2 separate regions of the Sus scrofa genome follow, and region 2 is linked to region 1. A link is a contact called in public Hi-C data. All regions are on one chromosome and are shown on one strand. Each heading gives the region's core, a stretch centred on a gene start, on an enhancer-like site or on the middle of the called end of the contact. The rest is flanking DNA. Distances are from core to core; before and after follow the strand shown.

Region 1 (6,002 bases), core at 1,601-4,100:
GAGTTCTGTAAAGAAGCTGGTGTGGCACTGCCACCCTCGCTAGTTACCTCCAGTTCCTGGCACTGCCTTTCAGGTGTGTGTAGGTCACGTGCACTGCGTGGCTCTGGTTTGCATTCTTCCCTGTCACCACACTGGGGCACCATCAGACCTTTAAAAGCACACGTGTAAGCCGTGAGTGTTTCTGTAGGACAGTGTCCTCACATGGAAACGGCAGGACCCAGTTCAATGAACAGGGGAGAGGCTCAGGCTTTAGAGAGGCTGCCATGCTGTGCAGAGTGGGAGGCACTGAGGCCAGGGGTCCTGGGTGGGGCCTCAGGTGGGCTCACCCTGCTTCACTTGGAACAACAGACCATCCTGGTTGCAAGTGTGAGAGGAAGGCAGGGCCTCTCTGAGGTCGTCACACCAACAGCAAGTGGGTGAACCATCCAGCCGGGAGGTGGGGGCCTAGGTGACCCAGAGCTGGGAGGCCCGGGTGAAGGTTTGCAAGGGCACCCCCTTCACTGCTCCCCGCCATTTTCCACCTAGAAAGGGACCTAAGAGTCGTCACTCCTGATGAAAATCCCAGAACCCGGGGCAGCAGCATCAGAACAGCCTGTGGGTCCAGAAGGAAAAAGGCCCAGCAGGAGGTGCTGCTTTTGGCTGGGACGCCACCAGGACACCCGGACGCCGCCGAGGAAAAGCAGACTCAGTGGTCTGGCCTCGGCCGGGAGGCAGAGGTTCCAGAGCTGCCGTCTTCCTCCCTCCCTCTCATCCCCCTGTCTTCCTTTCTCTTCACAGATTTTTATTAGCAGAAAACCGATTTGTAGATGGTGTTGGTTATCAACGTCAAAAACAGTAATTACCAGTACATTTCAATTAAATGAGTTAAATTTACAAATGTGTAAAAAGTAGCTCAGAGAAAGATGAGCTCGCTTATTCAAATACAGTGGAAGCTGGGGATATACCAAAGAATTGACGCAGGATCTCAAAAAGATATGTGTGGTCCCCAGTGCACGGTCCCCTGAGCCAAAGTGGTCTGATGAAGAAGAGCAAAATGCAGTAAAAGACGAGGCAGTGTTGTTTATTGCTAAAAAGGAAGGAGATTCTGATTCAGGCAACAACATGGGTGAGCCTGGAGGACTTGAGCTGAGTGAAACGGACCCGTCACAGCATGTGAGAGACTTGGAGTGGCCAGATTCACAGAGAGTAGAGAGTGTGGCCAGGGCTGGGGAGGGGTGGTGGTGTGTGTAAGGGGGACAGAGTTTCAATCTTGCAAGAGAAGAAGGGTTTTGGAGATGAATGGTGGTGACAGATGCACAACAGTGTGACTGTACTTGGTACTGCTGAACTGTTTTCTTGAACATGGCGAGGATGGTACATTGTATGTGTCTTTTACTGCAATTTAAAAAATGCAGTGGGAGCTCCCCTGGTGGTACATCTTGTTAAGGTTCTGGCACTGTCACTGCAGTGGCTCAGGTTCAATTCCTGCCCTGGGAACTTTTGCAGGCTGTGGGTGCAGCCAAAAAAAAAAAAAAAAAGATTAAAAAAAAAAGAGTCAAAATTCAGGGAAGGAGCTAACCATTATCAGAAGGACCAGCCCTGTGGTGAAGCTGCCTTTGGTCCTTTGAAAGTGAGGACTGCTTTGGACTCATCAGTCTGCAGGCCCAGTCCCCCTCCCCTGGCAGACAGATAAAACGTGACACACAACAGAGTTGCCAGGACCCCTCTTTCAGGTGCACCCCGCGGGGTGTCGAGCCGCAGCGTCCCTGGGGTGAAGCTCCACTCTGCACTCCACCCTTGGCCTCATGGGGGCCACAATATTCATGCCCTTTCCTGTACTTTTCCCTCCGCATTCCATCCATCCCATGAGGGAATTCGTGACGTTCTTTACGTAGATGTCACTCTTTTCTTCCCGTCCCACACAGAGGGACCCTGAGCTAGAGGTTAAGGTCTTTTCCTCCCACTCAGACCCCAGTGGGTCTGGTCCTGCGGCGACTTGGGCTCAGGCCTGTCTCCCCACGATCCCTGCCACGATGCACCTCTTGGGCGGGAGAGAGTGTCCTGAGAGCCTCTCCAGCCCTTCAGAAGCTTCTCCTTAGCCCACGTGACCGGGTTGGAGAAGGAAAGAAAAGCAGTTAGAACAACACAGCAGGAGGGGCTCTAGAGGTGCAAGGCCGGGCAGCCCACCCGGCTTACACTGACCCAAAATAAGTGCCCTTATAGACACTTCTCAAGAGATGTTTTCACCCAAACGTTTAAGCCTATCACAGCATTTTAGGTCAGAGTTTCTAATTTAGAGTCCAGACATGGGCAAAGATGCATGGCAGAGCAATGGGAGTTGAACAGCACCTTCTCATTTTGTTTATTTATTTATTTAAGATTTTTATTTTTTCTATTATAGCTATATTTTTTCTACTATAGTTTCTATAGTTATATAGAACGTCTATCATACTTTCTCATTTTAAAAAGATAACATTTTTCACAAGGTTGGGACAATGCCGGGGGACCAGCCCAGGCCCCTTCTTTTCTGGTTCTGGCCCAGAGAGGCAAGGCCACCAATAGGAGGCCTAGAGAGGCAGCTCCCCAGAAACCTCTTGAGAAAAACCTGGAAGCTGCCCAACTTCAGAGCCCTTAAAAGCAGCGGCTTAGAACCTGGTGGACCAGCACATGGAAGATAAGTTTTTGTCTGAGCGCCACTCCAGGCTCTGGGATATGACACTGGTGTGGCCCCTCCCCCACATCTGGGGGTGTCACCAGACCAGAGTGGACATTTTTCCTGCCAGAGGCCACATGCAGGCCTCGGCCACTTGGCCAGGCAGCTGTGTCTCCCACTCTGGGTTGTCAGAAGCCAGCAGGCCCAGCCTCTCCCAAGTCTTCCAAGAACAGGACCCCCCAGAGCACCCCCCCAGCCAGCGCCTTCACTCCTTTGCACACAGCACAGCCGCTCAAGACTGTTCTGTCCCCACTCTGTGTGTCGAGTGAACAAGCTGGAGCAACTTCACAGAAGATTAGACCAAGAAATGCTTTTCCACCTGGAAAACAGAAATCAGACTGTCTCCTAAGCGGCTGGCCTCTTACCCCCGGGGGCACAACAAGAAAGTGCAGCAGAGCAGACCAGACCCGGGCCAGGTAGACAGCCTCTCCTTCGGGAGACACCGCCCAGTGGCTGAGCTGTGCCGGGTGTTTGGCCCCATGGAGCCTGCCTTCTCTGGGGCACATCCAGGAGAGGCACCCTTTGTGAGGTCATGTCCTGGTTCCTCTTTGTTATTAAATCTTAGCTTGGCCTGATGCAGCCATGACAGGGGCCCCCTGCCATCACCCTTGGCTGCTCTCTGCGCTCCCCCAACCCTGCCCTCCTGTCTACCCCAGCTCACAGAACACTCCCTCCTGGAGCTTGTGTGCAGATCTGATGCTCACATGCCCATCCTGGGAGGCAGCACAGACACAGAGATCAGCCCTGGCCTGGGAGCAGGGCAGCAGGATCCTGGCAGGATGGGCAGCCAGACATTAGCCTGGTTTTCCCGCTGGGTCTCAGAAATGCAAGCAAGAGGTGGGACAAGGAGGATCAGGTCACCAGGACCAGCAGATGTGGACCGAGGTATGGACTGTCCACACCCGCTGGTCCTTGGGGCCAAGGGTCTGCGGGCATCAGAGAGCTGTGCTCCTGCTCCGCCCTTGCCCTGGAGGTCCTGGATGGCTCTGTCTGCCCTCGTTTCCCTGCAGTCTGCCCTCCTTGGCGGTGGCGGTGCCCTCAGCAGAGGAATACTGGTGATCTGACCTTCCTCACTGGCCCCTCCTCATCATCTTGGCTCTGGGAGCACCGGGCGGCTCCAGAACTCCAGGCCCATCCGCTGGGACTCCTGGGGTCATTTCATCAACACCCAGGTCTTGTCAGGGCTCCTGCTCCCCTGAGGGTGCAGCATGGGTGACCTGGGTAGTTTTCATGTCGGCCCTATGGGGTGACCCCTGCTCACGGTGGGCACTGGGGGCCGGACGATGATGGGCTGCAGGAGTGAGTGCATGTGGGGGGCCAGGAAGGAAACCTCCTGGGAAGAGATGGAGGGGAGGGGTTGGAAGTGCAGCCAGCAAAGCGTCCAGCCCTTTACTTCCTTGAGCTTATTTCATGTTTTACAGAGAGTAAATTGGAGCACATAAGTTATTTTCCCTGAAAGTAGAATTCTGCCTCAAGATGGCCTGAGCCTTGTACTTGAGAGTTTTGCCCTAAACAGAAGTTGTTCCATATATGTTGACGCTGTGGTATCACCAAAGCCCTGGCAGGGAGCAAGCCTGTCACAGAAAAAGGATGTGATCCAGCCCTTTATAAATACCCACCTCCATGTCTGTCCTATATTTGCATCTTCGTTCAGATTTTGGGATTTTTTTTTTTTTTTTTTTTTTTTTTTTTTTAGTGTCAGAATTCTCATTTATTTTACTTCTACTTTTACTTTTCTGGACTCCATCATACTATTAAGAAATATTTTAAAATACAAGTATAAACTAATATTGAGTGTAATTTACCTTAGCTTCCTTAAAAGCCCACCATCCCGTGGAAACCTGCTCCCATGCATCAGGAGTAGGAAAATATTGTGAGGTCTGGTGGACAACACACAGGACAAACTGCTCTCCGGACACTGACTGTGCCTCGGAAAGAGGAAGTGTTTGAGCCCTGCAGGCCTGGGGTCCTTGGACATGACTCACCACCCTTGTGGCTGGGCATAGGTCCGCCTGGAGACAGAAGCGCCTCCGGGAGGGACTCCGGGTGGTGTGGCGGCCACAGCACAATGTCTTCCCCATCCACCTCTCTGTTTTGGCTTTAAGTTTATAATCCCCCTGCCCAAAAGCATTAAAACACACATGAGGAGTTCCCATGGTAGCTCAGCATGTTAAGAACCTGACTTAGTATCTGTGAAGACGTGGGTTTGATTCCTGGCCTCACTTAGTGGCTTAAGGATCCAGCGTTGCCGTGAGCTGTGGTGTAGGCCAGCAGCTGCAGCTCCAATTTGACCCGTAGCTTGGGAACTTCTATATGTCCGCAGTGCACCTGTTAAAAAAAAGAAAGAAAGAAAGAAAAATTTACTCACATAAAAGGACAAATGAGATTAAATTTCAGCATTAACAAAAACTGATCCAAGGTACTCCATGTTCCTGGACTCAGACACTAGCTGAGCTTTGAGCTCAGGCTCTAGAAAGAAGCCTGCCATTCCCTCAAGTCTCAACTTGGAGTGATGCTGCCGGCCACCCACTCCCACCTTTTCCTTCATCCTCCCCACCCCTGGCCCCAGCCCTGTGTTGCTGTGAATTTGGGTTTGAGGAGAGCCTGCATCAGCTGTGTGGCAGGTGCAAGACTGAGCTCAAAGCAGGGTCTGGAGGCCTGGAGAGGGCAGTCACCCCACCCTGGAGCTTCCACCTGGCCACTGAAGCTCTCTATGGGGCTGACCGCTGCTCCCACCAGCCGGGAGTCTGGGGCTGGTGCCGTCAAGGGGCTGCAGTCCCACAGTAGCAGTGAGTGGTGTCCGCAGGAGCAGAAGGCCTTTCTCTTCAGGACAAGACTTGCTACAAGACCACCCACCCAGCAGTGAGCAGCCCAGAGCCTTAAAGGGTCTGTAACCGGTTGGCGGTGACAGCCAGCCCAACTGCCCTGAGCAGGCCACAGACTGGCAGCCTGGAAGAGTCATCCAGGCCCACCATGTGCAGGGGACACAGCAGGACCTCAGTTCCAGGGGACAGTCAGGAGGCAAAGTCAATGTCTGTCCAGTGGGAAATGAGTTGCCTCGAAAAGCAACCAGGTTGCCGGAGTGCAGGGCAGGGCTGTGGGTTTAACAGGACAGACATGGAGAGGGTCACTGGGAAGTGACTTTGAGGGGAAGGCACATGGGTGTCCCAAGCAGGAGAGACTTGCTGGTGTGCTGGGCTGTGCACCTGGCGTGGGACCCAGAGTTGCTCTGCCACAGCCCAGCACGTGGACGTCCAGAGCTCCTGAGAGACATGGCAGATCAATGGTGTTTTCCTGGACCCGGATCGCA
Region 2 (6,002 bases), core at 1,823-4,322, 180 kb after region 1:
CTGTGTCCCCATCTCCTTGTCCCTCTCTCCCTCTGTCTCCTTGTCTCTCTATCCCCTCTGTCTCTCTGTCCCTCTGCCTGTCCCTGTCCCTCTGTTTCTGTCTCTCGTCCCCTCATCGTTGCTGTGTGATCAGCACATTGAGCTCACACCCTTGGTCCTCATGAAAGTGTCCTCCAGATCAATCTCTGCTCAAGCTGGGCACAGAGCTGCCAGGTGGGCCAGAGCCAGCCTTGGCGGCCCCTCCTAGGCAGTGTGATGGGGCCCACAATGGCCTGGGGGTCAGGGCAGCAGGGGAGGAGGCTGGGGTCTGCAGCCCAGTGGCTCACCCACCAGCCTAAGGGGCAGTGTCACTGAAATGGCTGCAGTGTCCACCAGGCACACCAGCTGGCTGTCTACCTGCCCGTCCACCTGTCCCCACCATGGTGACCCTGTTTCCTGATTCACATGGGTGCCCCGGGCTAGAGGCTCTGAGGACAGCTCATCCTGCAGACCCTTAGGACCAGGTGCTGGGTGTCAGGGTGGGGTGGGTGGGTGACTGGAGAGTGGGAGTCCAGGCTGCGGGGGCCTCCAGGGAGGGTTTGCCTCACTGGCTGTGACTTGGGATCCCCCCGACCCCTCTGAGCGTTGCTTCCAGATCCAGCCCGGGCCCCTTTCTGTCACCTGCCCCTGTGTTGTGGGGCCTACACGGGTGCCTGGTCTCTCACGCCCTGGGCCACCCCCAGCTGAGCCCAAACCTGGACCCACTTGGCAGACGAGGGAGATCAGTGCTTGGCCAGGGCACCTGCTTTCTTCTTGCTGCCATTTCAGTTTCTTACCATTTGATCACAAACTGGGGATGGGAGGGTGCGGTCAGGGGGCCAAGGAGAGAAGGGGAGAGAAGGATGAGAATTCCTGAGGGAACCAGTGTTTGGTGGGACAGTGGGCAGAGGCAGTCAGAATGTCCCAGCAGTGCGGGTGTGGAATCAGTGGCCCAGAATGTGTGCCCATGAGGGGGGAGGTCCCTGGTCCCCTGGGAGGCCCTGCTGGGAGGAGGCGGCCACTCAGTGGGAAGAAGAGTCTTGGGTCACAAGGGGCCCTCAGCCCTGCTGAGGGTCCTGCCACGGGCTTCATGCCTAGAGGTGGCTGATGGGGGCAGGAATGGACAGCCCAGCTGGGGTCGGTCGCTGGATGCACCCACGGTCTGTCAGTATCACTTCCAGGGAGCTGCTGTCACTTCCCCAGGGGGCCCCAGGTGCTACTGCCTCACAACCATGGGGACTGAAAACAGGCTCCATAAAGAAACAAGAGCAGCTCCTAGGACTTTGACGAGATGAGAGGCTGGAAGGCGGTGATGGTACATCCCCTCCCTGGCCCAGCTGACATTTTCCAGAACCTTCTCCAGGACCTTCTTCAGGACCTCCTCCAGGAATTTCTCCAGGATCTGTCCCAAGGCAGTGCTTGGGTGGAGGGCTGGGGGGGTGTGCCAGTTAAACTTGACATCTGTTCGTTGTTCTGTTCTATGATTGTGAACAACAGTAGAACTTTCCAGGCTGGGGCAGAGGCTGTGAGATGTGGTCCAGTTAGTGGTAGGTTTGAGTGAAGGCACAGCTGCCTTCCTGCTTCTGTTTGAGGAAAATAGTAAGAATGACAGCAACCTTTCTCCTGGAATGAGACCCCAAAGTCATCATCATGACAACAGCCTCCAGATGCTCAGAGAACCCTGCTGATAAGGACCAAGGAGTGACAATCAGGGAGTGACAATCAGGGCCACTCAGGACAAGAAGATCTCGGTGTCTGATGGACATAGGGTCCAGGTGCCTGAGACAACAGTTGAACACTTCATGGTCAGCTCACTTATGTGTGGATGGTGCCCCCTGCGGTTGTGCCAAGAAGCCCCGGGCTTTACAGAAACCACAAAGCAGGTCCTGGGAACCAAGTTTAAACTCAGAGGCTCCACTTAACCACCCAGGTGTCTGACTTTTCCCAGGATGCTGGACATGGGGAGGAGGTCCCTGGCACAACATGGTCATGAGGCCACAGCCCCAGATCCTGGCCCACTATTACATCATAGACTTAAAACCGTCTGTGCTTGGCCGGTAACAGTGCTGCACATTCAGGTTGGGAAGAGACAAGCCTGATGTGATGTGACAGGAGCCACTTTGCTATTGAACGAACAATACCACAGTGCCCAGGTGTCACCCATGGCTGGGCAGGACCGTGGCCACACTCCTGTCCACCCAGAGTCTCAGGACTGGGAAGCAGTCTTTGTGGATGCAAGTAGTTAGGACTAGGCTATCCTAGAGGCTGTGAGACAGGTGTCCTCACAGAACCAGGACGGGAATCTGGACACAGACATGCAGAGAGCCCAGGCGTGAGGATATAGGCAGAGGTCGGAGTGGTGTGGCCACAGCCAGGAGCATGACAGGACACTTGGGGAGGGGCGTGAGGGTCTCCCCTGGAGCAGGGGTAGCAGGGGATGGTGGCCCTGGACACTGTCATTCCTGACTCCCCCAGAACCCAGCGGGGAACTTTTCGACACGTGGATCCTGGGCCCAAAGGCCTCCACCCGGAACCTGGGACCCTGCCTGGGACAGCCCCTTGGTCTCTGCTGGGGGGTGGGGGTGAGTGGGGGAGAGGCTCCGCTGTGGTGGGGGATGTCACCATGACCCAGGAATCCTTCTCACGGGGCCCTGTGTTTTGGCTTCTGGGTGCGTGCCTCCCAGGCCGGTTTGAGTTTAGCCTTTTCTTCCTCTGCTCAGAAGTTGTGTCTGCTCTCTGGCCCCTGGAGCTCCAAAGCCCTGCCCAGGCCTCAGCCCGGAGCCTTTTGGCCTCGAACCCAGCTCTCCCTCCAGACCCAACCAGCCACTGCACCAGGGGACAGATGGCAGAGCTCAGGCAGCTGGAGGAGGGGGACAAGGGGCGATGTAGGTCCTGGCCTCCTTGCAGGGGTGCCCGCCTCCCTGGAAGTGGACACCACATGTCCCATGGTGGCCAGTGGCCCTTGGTGGGAGCCTCAATGGCCTGGGACCAAACCCAGATGCTGCTGGCAGAGAGGACAGGTGGTGACCATCCACATCCACGAGTGTCCTTGAAGGGCCCTGCCACACGCAGGACTCAGCTTCTGTGGCCTCCTGGGAGCCAGGATCCTGATAGCCACCAGCAGAGCAGTCCTGTGGCCCCTGTCCAGGTCGACTTTAGGGGAACAGACCTTCAAAATGCTGAAAGCATTTGTCTTCAAGGACTGTGCCACTCAGGCTTCATCAGGGCAAGTGTGGGGGCCTCTGCCTCGAGGGTCCCACATCCTCAGGGACCTTGCAGGGACCTGGCTGGCATCCCCCTTTCCAGCTGAGGCCAAGAGGTGAGGGTGGGTGGGCCTGGAAGCCATTTCCAGGAACAGAGTTGGAAAACAGCATAGGGGTGGCGGGTTCCTCTGTCTTTAAAATCATGTAGCTATAAAATTTGGAAAATTCTGCTATTGAGTGTTTTTAGATTCAGGAAAAGGGATACAAGATCCGGTCCTTCTGGGCCCCCCGGTTCCGCTCAGCCACTGTCTGAGACTTAAGGACAGAACCTTCCAGACTCACCTGGAGCCTTCCTCCATCAGGAAGGGGGCTGTGGCCCAGGATGGGCGGGGGAGGTGGGGCCGGCTGGCAGGTCTCCCTGAAGGGATTAGGAGCCACATGGCTGTTCACAGGGGAAGGCGCCACGTATATCCAGACGTCCGTGGGTGCAGGCAGGTTATTCCAGGTGACAAAGTCCAGGTCCTCGGGGAACCACACTTTCTGCACTGTTCCAGCCCAAGGAGACAGACACCCTGATTCCTCAGCAAAGAGGAAGCAGCCTGGACCTGCTGCTGCCACGCCGCATTTCTGAGCTTCCAGCACCGCCTTCTGGAATCGCCTGCAATTACAGCTGCTGCCAGTGGCCAAGGCGTTTCCTGTTTATTGGTGCCTGCAGGAGCTGGAGGAGCAGGGCCTGCTTGGTCCCAAAAAACCCGCGACCTGGGGCCATCAGGAAAGTAGCTATGGCACCCCCTTCCTCGGGTCACCAATTGGTGTCACCTGCCTGTTTTGCCCTGGGCCCATCCCAGCCCCACTCCAAAACTCAGGCCACATGCTCCTTGCCCAGCTCCCCACGGCCAGAACATAGGGACACTAGGACAGATGAGGATTTAGTGGAGAGTCAGGGAACCCAGCACAGCCCCTCCTGTGTGGACGCCAACTGCTCCAAGTGGAAAATGATTCCAAGATAAGGAGCTTTGGGAGAGAACATGCAGGAAGGTCCCACCAGGGTATGGACCTGCCCAGACTGGTGGGCGGCCTCCCAGCAGTCCAGGCTTGGCTGTGAGGGGGACACAGGACTGTCCAGAACAGGTGTTAAGGGAGCTGAGGGCTTGGCAGCTGCAGGCCTTGCGGGGTGGACCTGGCCACGGGGCCAGGCAGAGCTGGGAAGGACCCCTCCCACCTTGGACTGAGGACACTCCAGGCCTGCCCTGCGGCCCCCTCGCCAGGAACGGCATGCGTGGTCGCCTTGGAGAGGTGGCGCTTCAGGGGAACAAAGCCTGACCCTGGCCTGAGGGCACTGGTGACCCTATCCCCCCATGTCCCCCCAGATCTTACCTGCATGGGGTGGGGATGTAGCCACGGGCCAGGTCACTTAAAACTTCACAGAGGCCAAGTCTCTCCCCCTCCTTCATTGTTGGTCTAGGGTTTTCTTAGGTGTCAGATGACACCTGACATCACTGTCCCAGGATGGGGACACGTCCAAGCACTGGGCCCTGGGTACTGAGGTCACCCAGGGGGCTCGTGTCATGAACTGGGAGGCCCACAAGACAGCGACCCCTGAACTGTGGTCCAGCCAGGCTGAGCGCCCGGAATGTGGCTGCGTTCCTGGGGTTGGTGGCACCACCCACCTGAGAACCTGATTCTAGGCCAGGCTCCTCACACTTGCCATCCACGTTGCATCAGTCATGTCTCCTGACCACCCAGCTGAGTGTCCTCTACTGCCTGTGAACATGTACAGACCCACACACACCCTCCCACTGACCTTGACCTCATGTTTCTCTGCCTTTATCACACTTGCGGAGGACAATTTCTCTCTCTGCGTGAAATGTCCAGGGACTTCTCAGGGCAATGGGGCTGGCACAGCCTGAGCCCTCCTCACCCGCCACCTCTTCCCCCACCGTATCAGTTCTCCCAGAGTCCCCTCTGGGGCTGAGCAGTAGCTGCTCCCTTAGGATGCAGGTCCATGCAAACCAGTGGCTCTGAGAGGTGCTGCAACAGCGACACCTTGTGGGGGGTGGAGGAACGGCCACCAGGAAAGGTCCAGGTGGGCCAAGGAGCAGATCCTCTGCCCACCTCCATCTGCGGCTTGGGGGGGCCTGGGAGGAGCTGGTGTGGGACCACAGACCCACAGCCTGGAGCAGCCCTTGGGTGGAGAAGCCCAAAGTGCCCAGAGACTCCCCATCCCCTGGGAGAGCAGGTGCCCCGAGAGTCAGCCCCAGAGCCGCCCCGGGTTGTCCACAGCACAGCAGCCTGTGCCCCAGCCGGGAGACAAGGCAGGCTTCCCACCCAACATCAGGGAGGCGCGTGGTGATGACTGAGTACCAGGCAGTGGCATATGGACATGGAGTGGCTGGGAGTCTAAGGGTGACATTACAGATGTAAAAGAAGCAGGCTCAGAAACAGGCTTGGCCAACAGTGGGGCCTGAGCAGCATGTGGCTACAGTGCATACTCATCTCTCTGTGCCACGTGGCTTCTGTGGGCCTGAGGAGCGTGTAAGCACCCTTGGGAGGCATGAGGGTGGCAGCACAGACCCTGGCTGTGACAGCATCTAGACTTTATTTGAGTTAAGAAGGAATGACTTTCTCTATCATGACATCAAAGAAAGAATTTGAATGTTAGGAAACAGCAGCGTATTAAGTAAACTTTCATTTCTCCGAGTGCTGAGTGTGCCAGAGTAAGATGAACGCTTTACAGCAGCAGTGAGACGACGAGGGCTCATTCTCAATAGAAACTCAAGC

Evidence for each region. Hi-C and Micro-C count contacts between places; a contact is called where the count stands out from the background.
Region 2: a Hi-C map of retroperitoneal adipose tissue shows a contact between it and region 1, with 6 times the contacts expected there. The contact joins two enhancer-like sites. A contact is called at or near these places in 2 of 5 promoter capture datasets (fetal skeletal muscle and liver), 32 of 47 Hi-C or Micro-C datasets (adipose tissue, alveolar macrophages, blood and 14 more) and 2 of 2 datasets of contacts at active chromatin or transcription factors (alveolar macrophages and skeletal muscle).

Annotation. Positions count from the first base shown.
Region 1 is chr1:145,832,676-145,838,677 of Sscrofa11.1, forward strand. No RefSeq gene overlaps it. Among named protein-coding and RNA genes, the nearest start is that of CTDP1, 24 kb to the left of the region's middle. Within about 2 kb of position 2,851, at least 2 of the 83 cell types and tissues checked have an H3K27ac peak or open chromatin away from gene starts, as enhancers often do. A contact at or near this core is called in omental adipose tissue and retroperitoneal adipose tissue, where this site is marked.
Region 2 is chr1:146,017,174-146,023,175 of Sscrofa11.1, forward strand. ATP9B (probable phospholipid-transporting ATPase IIB) reads right to left here. Exons shown (of 30, transcript XM_013985712.2): 30 at 5,802-6,002. Among named protein-coding and RNA genes, the nearest start is that of NFATC1, 17 kb to the left of the region's middle. Within about 2 kb of position 3,073, at least 9 of the 83 cell types and tissues checked have an H3K27ac peak or open chromatin away from gene starts, as enhancers often do. A contact at or near this core is called in omental adipose tissue and retroperitoneal adipose tissue, where this site is marked.